3 separate regions of the Mus musculus genome follow, and regions 1 and 2 are each linked to region 3. Evidence: chromatin contacts called from public Hi-C and promoter capture Hi-C data. All regions are on one chromosome and are shown on one strand. The core of a region is the stretch at or near the end of the contact, and the rest is flanking DNA. Distances in the headings are between cores, read along the strand shown.

What was found. Promoter capture Hi-C pulls out the DNA fragments that hold promoters and counts their contacts. A called contact is a pair of places that touch in the nucleus more often than the background predicts.
Region 1: a Hi-C map of cerebral cortex shows a contact between it and region 3, with 3 times the contacts expected there. The contact joins the promoter of Chic1 here to the promoter of Nap1l2 in region 3. A contact is called at or near these places in 5 of 39 promoter capture datasets (cranial neural crest, hippocampal neurons, liver and 2 more), 2 of 484 Hi-C or Micro-C datasets (cerebral cortex and cranial neural crest), 2 of 115 datasets of contacts at active chromatin or transcription factors (embryonic forebrain and neural tube) and 1 of 9 other capture datasets (adipose tissue).
Region 2: a contact with region 3 is called in a promoter capture Hi-C map of stem cell-derived epiblast-like cells, with 2.5 times the contacts expected there. The contact joins the enhancer-like site here to the promoter of Nap1l2 in region 3. A contact is called at or near these places in 13 of 39 promoter capture datasets (the 3T3-L1 cell line, 3T3-L1-derived adipocytes, cranial neural crest and 8 more).

What each region holds. Positions count from the first base shown.
Region 1 is chrX:103,354,719-103,358,430 of GRCm38.p6, forward strand. It overlaps Chic1 (cysteine-rich hydrophobic domain 1), which reads left to right and starts at 1,758. Exons shown (of 6, transcript NM_009767.2): 1 at 1,758-2,171. The coding sequence starts at 1,867.
Region 2 is chrX:103,403,714-103,407,218 of GRCm38.p6, forward strand. It overlaps a transcript of Chic1 not described here. Among named protein-coding and RNA genes, the nearest start is that of Tsx, 9.0 kb to the right of the region's middle. Within about 2 kb of position 1,493, at least 23 of the 459 cell types and tissues checked have an H3K27ac peak or open chromatin away from gene starts, as enhancers often do. A contact at or near this core is called in stem cell-derived epiblast-like cells and trophoblast stem cells, where this site is marked.
Region 3 is chrX:103,184,860-103,188,351 of GRCm38.p6, forward strand. Nap1l2 (nucleosome assembly protein 1-like 2) reads right to left here and starts at 1,794. Exons shown (of 1, transcript NM_008671.3): 1 at 1-1,794. The coding sequence starts at 1,451. The coding sequence ends at 69. All of the region lies in intron 5 of 4930519F16Rik (RIKEN cDNA 4930519F16 gene), which reads right to left.

The sequences.
Region 1 (3,712 bases), core at 508-3,007, 170 kb after region 3:
ATCTCTCTTATAACAGATTACTCCCCTCCTCATATGCCCAAATATTTTGCTTATTACCACTATTCTGCTGATACCAGGCTCATTCTAAACCCCCAGTTCTGTCAGAATGGATGCTCTACTACATCTGAAGGAGAAGAAAAGCTGGTATTAGTATAGAGGACCTCAATATTTATTCTATTACAGAGGAGCTGCACAACTTTATAGTCTTAATTGCAAAATTCGGTGCCACTGACAGATATGAACCAGTTGGTGCATTACCTAGTAACTCAAAATAGGTAATCTATGTATTTTAGCAATGTAAAGATGAGGTAGAATGTTTGAATGGGAAAAAAAAGAGAGCAAGTCACTACCGACCTGAATGAATTGTTTAAATTTTCTGATATTCAACTCTTCCTCTTTTTTAATGATTTTTTTAACTTCATGTACATCAGTGTTTTGCCTACAGGTATGCCTATGTAAGGGTGTCAGATCCCTGGAGAAACTGGAGTTACAGACACTTGTGAGCAGGCATGTGGGTGCTGGGAATTGAACCAGGCCCCTCTGGAAAAGCCAGTGCTTCTGATGAGCCATCTCTCCAGCCCATCAGTTCTTCATCTATAAAAGACATATAAAGATGCCTACCTCACAAGAGTGTTTGAATTACATGAGCTATGGTATTTGAAAGAATACAGCTTGGAATCTATAGAATGGGTGACGTTAATTAATGTGTCTCTAAACTGGCATACCCTCTGCTGCACACTCTACAGCTCCTCTTCTCCAACCCCAGTCTCTCTCTCTCTCTCTCTCTCTCTCCCTTCTCTCTCTCTCTCTCTCTCTCTCTCTCTTTCTCCCTCCCTCTCTCCCTCCCTCCCTCCCTTCCCAGAAGGGTTTCTCTTTTTCTCTTTGTAACCCTAGCTGTCCTAGAATGAGCTCTGTAAGCTAGGCTCAAAAGATTCTCCTGCTTCTGCCTCCCAAATGCTGGGCTTAGAGGTATGTGCCACTATGCCGGCTTCAGAACACCCATTGCAAACCTGTGTATCCTTATTTATAAGAACCAACCAAAATGCACCACTTCGCCCATTCTTTCCAATCAACTTTAGGCACCATGGCTGTTTGGCTAAAAGAACAGAGCTTTGGGAGTCAGACGAGACTCTGGATTTAAAAGCTCATTGTCATTTATTAGTTCCATGTCTTTGGACAAATTATTTATTCTCTTTGTATATAGATTGCCCTTGTGTGATATGAGACTCAATGTGGTACACCCCTCATAGGGTTGTGGGGAGATTAAATGAGATAAGTACACAGAGCACTTAGCACAGTCTATGATGCTTAGCAAGTCCGCAAAGTACCATTCAACGTAAGAAATTAATAGAAAGTTTCCTCCTTTGAAAAATGTTTACCCTTTTCTCAGAATTGAACAATCTCTGCGTAAGGGAATGACATATGCGTACCTTGAGATATTTTGGGCAATGTCCTAAACTCTCTTTTATAGAATTTGCTTTACCTCAACTGTCTGCATAAAGGCAAATATATCCCGCATTAATTAACAGACACTAAAACGAGAACGTCCCCTGTGTACAAGAGACTGACGTCCGAAACGCAGTATGAAGATCAGCACCCGCAGACCGGACCTCGAGAATTCCCTGGAGTTCACCTCTACCGGCCCCCTCCCCTTGGAGGCGCGCAAGCGTACACCGAATTTACTCCCTGGTCCCTCATGCCCCCGCCTCCAACCCCCGCGCCATCTACCCAACACGCAGGCGCGTCTCCTCAAGCGCTTTCCCCGCCCCCTCCTCTTTCTCTTCAGTCTGTTCCCCCTCCTCTCCCAGCAGCTCCGCAGGTTCAAACTCTTCTCCGGGAGAGTGGCGGCTATCGTGCGGTCACGTGATGAGCATCCTGCTGCCCAACATGGCGGAGTTCGACACCATCTCGGAATTGGAGGAAGAAGAAGAGGCAGCAACATCGTCGTCGTCTCCATCGTCGTCTCCGTCGTCGTCGTCGTCGTCGTCGGTATCTGGGCCCGATGAGGACGAGGAAGATGAGGAGGAGGAAGAAGAGGAGGATGAAGAGGAGGAGGACGAGGAAGAAGAGGAGGAGGAGGTGCCGCCCCCGCCTCGGGTAGTGAGCGAGGAGCATCTGCGGAGATATGCCCCAGACCCTGTGTTGGTGCGCGGCGCCGGCCACATCACTGTGTAAGCGATTGGGGTCGGGGGCTTGCAGAGGCTGAGATTTGACGACAAACCGAATGAGAAGGGCATTGAGGGGCCTGCGGAGTGGGGGGAGGGCTGACTAAAGCGTACTCTTAGCAAAGGGCACCTGGTCAAAATGGCAAAACCGCAGGTTGAATAGGTATCGTGTAAAAGAAGGGGGTGGGAGATAACGCTGCATCGACCCTGAGGAAAGAGTGAGCATAGGACATGGAGTTGCAGGGTAGGGAGCCAGAGAGACTGAAGTAGGGGCGATCTGCTCGTTCGTGCGCTGGCAAGTGAATAGTCTCTAAACTGCAGGATGTACTAGACTTCTCTGCTGCCAAGATTGATGGCTAGTGGAAAACGGCGACTGCTGTGGCAGGTGACATGATCTAGGTTTGGGTTCTTCAAAAACAAAACAAAACAAAAATGTGATGCATTTTGTGAATAATATAAGTATTCATCCACCCACATATTTGTCCATCCATTCTTCCTACCTAATGAATGAATATCGTCATCCTTTCTCTGTTGAACGCACTACTCTGACGTTCCTTTAATATCATATCCTTAGAGTTTCAGGTTAATAGGAACCTATGCAAAGTAGAAAGAGCAATGGATACAGAGTGAGAGATCTTGGTTGCTAAATCTCAGTTTCCCTTCTTACTGGCACTGTGACCTTGGTCAGTTGATTCTTACTTCCAGGCCTTGGGTTCCTCATCTCCAAAATGAAGGGTTCTGAGTGCGTGGTTTCTAACCCCCTTTGGCTCTGAAATAATTTAAGATGTCTACAGGGAATCGTGTATGTCCAGACATTAAATATACAAATATTAAGTATATTAAGTATATAGAAATTAGCCCTTAATGAATTGAGTTTAATTTCTTTAAAACTCAACCCAGATGACTTCTTTTACATTGAATCCTATGTCATATTTAAGGAAATAAAGTGTGCAAGGACTTCTTATCATCTTTGTTGCACAGTAAGAAAAAAATTGATCACTGGGCTTTGAAGAGTGCTTCCTCATTTTTATTGCTTGGATTGCACATACTTGAGAGTTTGAATATGGTGTCGTGTTCATGCTCTTGACTGTGGTGTCTTTTACTGCATTTTCAAACTATATTTGCGCCTTCCTATCAAGTCACACTCTCTTTAATTTTTATCATGGCTCACATAGTCCCTTTGACTCAATTGAGTGCTAGTACGAAATCATCCAGTGTGTACGCTATCTCTTAATTTTTAACATGTTAACTATTTTGACTGTAATACACCTTTTAAATCATTGAATGTATGTATTACCAAATGTTTGTCAATTGTGGAAGGCTTTGGAGGTGACTTTTGGGCCTTATTTTTTATTAGGTAATTTGAAGACAGTTTTTTTTCTTAGTCCAAGATTTTTGCAGATAACCTGTAATGTTCAGGTGCCAACTTCCTGCACCATTTTCCTTCCATTTCTTTTGTCACTAGGGAGACCATTATTCAAACTAATTATGATTCTGGTATCCAGGCTTCTTTTTTGTTTTGTTTTGTTTTGTTTTTCATTCCATGA
Region 2 (3,505 bases), core at 243-2,742, 220 kb after region 3:
CAGTTCCTAATACAGAACCTGGATCTTGAAAGGACTGCAAAGGATCAGCAAAAGGCCCGAGATGAGAAATGACAAAATGCATGTTGTATCATTAGGTGAGCTGACTGCTGCTTATCTCTAGCCTGGTCTACTCTTGATTTTCAAGCCTTTGAGATCTAGCATTATACAAGGTTGCTAAACCACAAAGATACGAAGTAGAATACATGTTTCTTTTTTTAAAAGGGGGTATGATGATACAGGACTTTAATCCCAGCACTAAGTAGGCATAAACTCAAATCTCTGTGAGTTTCCGGGTAGCCTGGTATACGCAGCACGTTCCAGAACAGCAAGAGTTGGACTCTCATCTCAAAGGGGGAGGTGGGGGAGAAGGTGATACATAGAAAGTGAATTGCAAATTGGGAGCTTTTGTGAAGGTAAAGAAAGTTGTGAGCCACTTGATGAATAACAGGAAGTAAAATGGAGAACCAGTAAAAAGAAAAAAAAATACCCTGTTATTTATCCTCCCTCTTCCTGCTTTTTCCATTTTTGATTCTTTGTGAATTTCACATCCTGCACTCCAATCCCACTAATCTTACCATCCCTGCATATCAACCCTCCACTCTAGCAACCTCCCCTCCCCCCAAAAAAACTAAAAGTATTTTTAAAGATTTATTTATTATTTATATCTAAGTACACTATAGCTGTCTTTAGACACACCAGTAGAGGGTGTGAGATCCCATTATAGATGGTTGTAAGTCACCATGTGTATTTGAACTCAGGACCTTCATAAGAACAGTCAAGTGCTCTTAACCACTGAGCCATCTCTCCAGCCCCCTAAAAATATTTTTAAAATTAAAAAAAAAAAAAAACCTTGCTGTGGAATCTGCAGTGTGTCACAGTGTGTCTCACACTATACCCTTTTGTCCACACATCTTTTTTTTCTTAAGATTTATTTATTTATATATAAATACACTGTAGCTGTCTTCAGACACCCCTGAAGAGGGCATCAGATCTCATTACAGATGGTTGTGAGCCATGTGGTTGCTGGGATTTGAAATCATGACCTATGGAAGAGTAGTCAGTGCTCTTAACCGCTGAGCCATCTCTCCAACCCTTCTCCACACATGTTAACTTGCAAATGTTTATTGCAATGAGTCATTGGTCTGGTTCGAGGCCTCTGACTTCTGCTACATCATCAAAACCAGACCCTCACAGAGACTTCTCTAGGATATCCTACTGTTGCCCTGTGTCACAAAGACTCTGCAGTTTTGGTTCTGCAGACAGACCCCCTGCACGCACTTCAGCAGATCATAGATAGGTTATGTGTTGGGGTGGGCTAACCTAAAGCCTTGGATCTGGGCCTGAGTGGTAGCTGAGTTGGTCAGCCCACTAGCCCTCATGGCCATGGCAAGGGGCGGGGCCTCCTTCTCCAAAGTGCCTCAATGAGCAAGGGTGGGGCCAGCTCTCCCAGGTTCCTCAGCGAGCAAGGGGAGGGGCCAGCTTTCCCGCTCACGCAATTAAGGCCAGGCAAGGGGCGGGGCCAGCCCTCCTGCACTGCCCCACACTGGGGCGGGGCCAGCTCTCCCAGGTGCCTCAGCGTGCAAGGGGGGTGGGGCGGGGCGAGGCGGCGGCTGGGTACTGCCCTCAAACAGCAACATTTCCTCTGATGGCGTGTGAGACCGTGCACTCCCATGTGGCCTTTAGTGGTAACATGGGCCATGGTCATTGACACTGATGCCTGCTGCTATAGGGCCACAGAAGCATACATGGCCTTTGGCGGCAGCACAGTCCCAAACATCATCATGGTGGCTGTGCAAGCCTCTCACATCAGGCTGTTCCTCATAGTTCTACCTCTCTTCATAGAACACAAACTGCTCTGCTTCTCCTTCTCTGCCATCTTTTCACCACATACTTGCTCACTGTAGTAGTGTTTACCCCAGTCCCCAAAGGGTAGGCCTGTGGACTCTGGCTGTCTTCCACCCTGGTCCCAAGTCTCATAGATCCCAGGCTGGCCTTGAACTCACTATATAGCTGGAATTCTGATCCTCCTACCTCCACTCTAGTTGGAATTGCTACAGTTGTATTCTATCAAAGTCAGTATTGGCAAAGTTGATTTATGTAAGCTTAGTTTCCCAGGTTATGAAATGTAAGAGTGGGCTGAAATGAGCAAGCACTCTACCAACTAAGCTATACCCTAGCCACTTCCACCATTTCTTTTAGTCTCTAATCTGTCCCCAAAGCTTCTTTTGTCAATCTTCATGAAAATGACTTGTTTATCTTTAAAACTGCCTTCACCAAAGGGCCAACTGATAGACTCCCATACAGTTGAACTTGTGAGATCTAGTTGGGGAAAGTAATAAACTTTGGTATTTAGGACCTATCCCCAAACAGAATCTCTATGATGTAGTAATCGGGCATCTGTTTTTAGCCCTCCCCGCTTTCCTACCTTGGCCAGGTAATTCTGGTGTACAGGTTAACTGATTTTTTTTCCCCAATACCCTGATGTGCTAGGTAAGAAAACTAAGTGATGCCTAGAAAGGGGCAGAGTTCAAACCTAGAATAACAATATCTGTAGTGAATGAAGTAGTATCAGAATCCCTTAGCCCATTTGTGTCCGTCTATTTGTGCTGTTATAATTGTTGACACAAAAATACCACTCTTACCTCAAAGAGGGTAAGACAGAGCTTATTCTGAAGCCAAGTAGAAGTGATTGCAGCTCAGGAAGAAGAAAGTCACAAACCAACACACTTTTTAAACACATTATGGAGATAACAGGTTACAGGCAAGTGGAAAAATCTCAGCTATAAGTCTCAAATGTTATTTAATGTTTTGGGTCATGGAAATTGAGGATTTGTTAAATTAATACATTCCAAATGGTTTTTCTCTGATAGTCACAGGATAATGGATCAGGAACTGAGATGGGTAAGAAATAACTATTAAGGAAGCTAATATCAGGCTGAAGAGCTGGCTTAGTATTTAAGAGCCCTGACTTTCAGAGGAGCCCGGTTCCATTCCCATCACCCACCAGGTGGCTCATAGCCAGTTCCAGGGGATCTGATGTTTTCTTATGACCTCCTCAAGCACCAAGCAATCATATGGTACACAGACATAAATGAAGGCAAAACACATAAAATAGCCAGGCGTGGTGGCGCACACCTTTAATCCCAGCACTTGGGAGGCAGAGGCAGGCGAATTTCTGAGTTCGAGGCCAGCCTGGTCTACGAAGTGAGTTCCAGGACAGCCAGGGCTACACAGAGAGACCCTGTCTCAAGAAAAAAACAAAAACAAACAAACAACAAAAAAACCACATAAAATAAAATGAATGAATCTGATTTCTAAAGAAAAGCTTTTTTAAGGAGGCTAAATAGAGTTTAAGATAACTAAATTAAGCTATGGACCAACAGTATTCCAACTTCTCCATAATCTTTGAAATTCTAATCAGTTAATCAGCCTTGAAGAAGTTTCTATGGAAGGTGCAGTTTCTAGTAACTTCCATTCATAGTTCCTCCTATAGGTCTAGCATCAC
Region 3 (3,492 bases), core at 544-3,043:
AATATTAACTGCTTATGTCTTCAGTAACTGCATGTAGAGCAGTTAGTTTCAAAAGCATCTACTCTGTTTTAACGATCAATATCTTCTACTAATGCCTCAAGATTTTTGCAACAGGCTTTAACCTCTTCAATTGCAGCCATCCAATCATCATAAATAATTTTGTCATATATTTCGTCATTAACTTCCCTAACTACACCCTCCTGCTGAGATTCAAGTGCATCTCCTGAGAAAAATAACACTGATCTTGGAATTATGTAAGTACGCAGATTATGACCAAGTAAAAAATCATCATTTTCATCCCCTCCATTTAAGCTGATCCCATGAGGAGAGAAGAAATTGAAGAAAGAGTCCTTGGGAAAATCTTCAGTCACAGTTCGGACAGTTCCCCAGACGCGATGTCTCTGCTTCTTCTTGATGGTTCTCAAAGTGACATTCTTCCCTTCGTTCCAATCTATGTCGCAGCCAGTGGCGTACTCAATGGCAGTTCCCCTATAAGGGTGGGGATCGTAGCATGCAAGCTTTGACTTCAGCACATAAGTCTTTGTCAACAGCTCATTTTTAAAATATTCATTGGGCTTGAAGTGAAATTCGAGTGTGAAGCTGAGAGGCTCCCCGGGATCCGAAAGCTTCACTTTAATATCTGTCAGCAGCTTCAGAATAGGCTCATCATATTTCTTAATCATAGGAGTGAGTGCTTCAACATTTTTTAAAACAGTCAACCAAAAATCCGGAATCCCCTTAGGATCCTCTTCGTTAACCTCTTCTCCTCCGGTGGCCCCAGCGCTGTCATCTTCCTCCTCCTCTTCTTCCTCGTCATCATAATCATAATAACAGTCCTCATAACCATCATCTTCATCCACGTATTCATGCACCATACCGTCTTCGTTGCCGTTAGTCTCTTCCTCCTCATCCATCTCCTCCTCAAAATAGTCCTCACAGTCCGATTTATACTCACATTCCTCTTCTGTGGGCTCATAGACTGCATTGATGATCTGTCGTCTTTTTTCTAGTAAGGGTTGGTACATTTCAGCAAACTTCCTTTCAATGTCATGAAATTCCCTCAGGAATTTGGATTCCAAATGGGCAGCTCTTGTTTGAAGCTTTTTAAGAGCTAGCACTCGGCACTTAACTTTCACTGGGAGACTTTCAACGAAATCGGTATCTAAAAGATAACCGATAAGTCCTTTTGGACGGTCTGAGTCTGAGTCCTCATCAGTGCCTCCGCACTTCCCAGCATCTTCCCCAGACCCTGCAGCAGCTTCTTCACCTTTTCCCTCTTCCCCTACTCCAGCAGCCACGGTTTCTTCACCATGTTGCCCGCCATCTCCAGGCTCAATGGAGACACCTTCACTGCGGTCCTGACTTTCCCCGGGCCCCTCCGCCATTACCTGGCTGCCAAGCTCTTCTTGGTTGGATTCAGACAGTTCTTTATGGTCGACTGATTCAGCCATTGTTTTCAAACGATCGCCTGCACTTATGGTGGCTAAGCCCGCAGATCAGGAGACCTGACCTCCGCAGGAAGACTCACCAATACAGCAGATGCGCGATGATCTGGCAGAGATGAACCAAGAGGCGGCGGCGGCTGCACTGATGGCAGGCAGCAAGCAGTGGGGATAAAAGACGGTGCTGAAGCTGGGATAGCAGAATTGAAACCGGCTGTCTGGGCGGAGACTCTAGGCCCTGAAGGAACAGGCTAGAGACTGCAGAGAGCCGCAGTGGGCAGACCTCCGCAAGCAGCTGCTCCAGCCACTCGGGGGCGGAGGGATGGAGGAACTGGTGCCGCAGTATGATTACGCAGTTGTCTCTCAGCTCTTTTTTTTTAAGTGTATGCAGGTTGCTGCGTCACCCCTTCCCTCCCAGGACTCTTCTCTAATCTCATTTGCCAGGCTGCAGTGATTGACAAATCCTGAGCCAGTAAATTAGTAGATGAATCAAAATTTCAACACCTCTTGCCTTCCCAGATTCTCTAATATGGCTGATTCCTCCACCTATGGCTCATCTTCCACCCTATAGCCTGTGGAATTTTGCAGAAATGCAGTATCATTCATTCCGTTTTCAACTGATACTATATGTTCATAATTTCAAAAGAGCTATATGGAAACAGTGACAAGGAATGAAAAAAATGGGCAAGGTACTGGATTGTCTTTAGTCTATCCCTTTGGTTATAACCTGAGGCTCTGGGAAAGAGAGGAGGGTAGTGGAGGAGCCCACAAAGAGATCCTTTGAGGTTTAAAATTACCAAAAATAAGCATAGGTGGCCTTTGGATGATGTAACTGACAGTGGTTTAAATATTCTGTACCCTGGTTTCTGTAATTTTCACAACCTGTGTGATTTTAAATGGGAAAATTCTCATAATATTTCCTGATGAGGAAGAGATGACGGATGACTAAAGTGTGGGGGGAGGGGTGTTGAAGCCTTTTGTAAAAGAGCCAGCTATATGACTAGTGAGCGTATAGGATAATACCCCAGTCCTAAACTGTCTTTCCACTTTCCCTTATGTGATGTTGTTTTAGCCTGTAATCACAGCACTGAGATGGAAAATCAGAAGTTCAGGAGTAGCCTCCACATATAGCAGTTCTGGGTTAGCTTGGACTACATGAAATTTTGTCTTAAAAACCCAAAAACAAAACAAACAAAAGGAAAGCCATTAGGAATTTTACAAAGAAAAACCAAATATAAAGTACTATTTTGTTTTTTAAAATCACAGAATTTGCTTGACATTTTGAAGTTTATTGGAAATAATAAAAATATTAGCACTAAAGAGAGAGTTAAATATATGATAGAAGATTCATGCAATAGAAGACTATGCAGTAAATTAAAATTTCCTCTAGGAAAGGGGCAGTAAGATATCTTGGTGGGTGAAGGTGCTTGTTGTATAAACCTGGAAAATGCTAAAGCCATGCAAATGTTGAAGGAGAGAACTGACTCTGTCCAGTTGCACCCTGGCTGCCACACATGTTCCTTAGAACTCACCTTGATGACACCCATCCAATAATAAAGAAATTTTTCAAAATTTGTTTTTAAAGATGACCAGTATCATTAGTTATGTAAATATAAGTCAAAATCATAACTAGATACTATTTCATACCGATTGAGATAGCTTAAAATACAGAAAATAGCAAGCAGTGGTGAAAGTAAGGACAATGAAAATCAGTATAGCAATATCTCAACGCATTAAACATGATTATCATGTGTTCAAGCAATCCCACTTCTGGATATAGATACATACATACATACATACATACATACATACATACATGATAGATAGATAGATAGATAGATAGATAGATAGATAGATAGATACATAGAGACATAGAGACATAGATAGATACATAGATTAGATAGATAGTGATAGAGATATAAACTTGAAAGCAGTCTCAGATTTTGCATACCCATGTTCAGAGGAGAACATATACATTAGCAGAAAGTTAGAAACAATTGGAGAGATGGCTTAGCAGGTAAGAGCACTTCCTGCTCTTCTAGGGGAACCA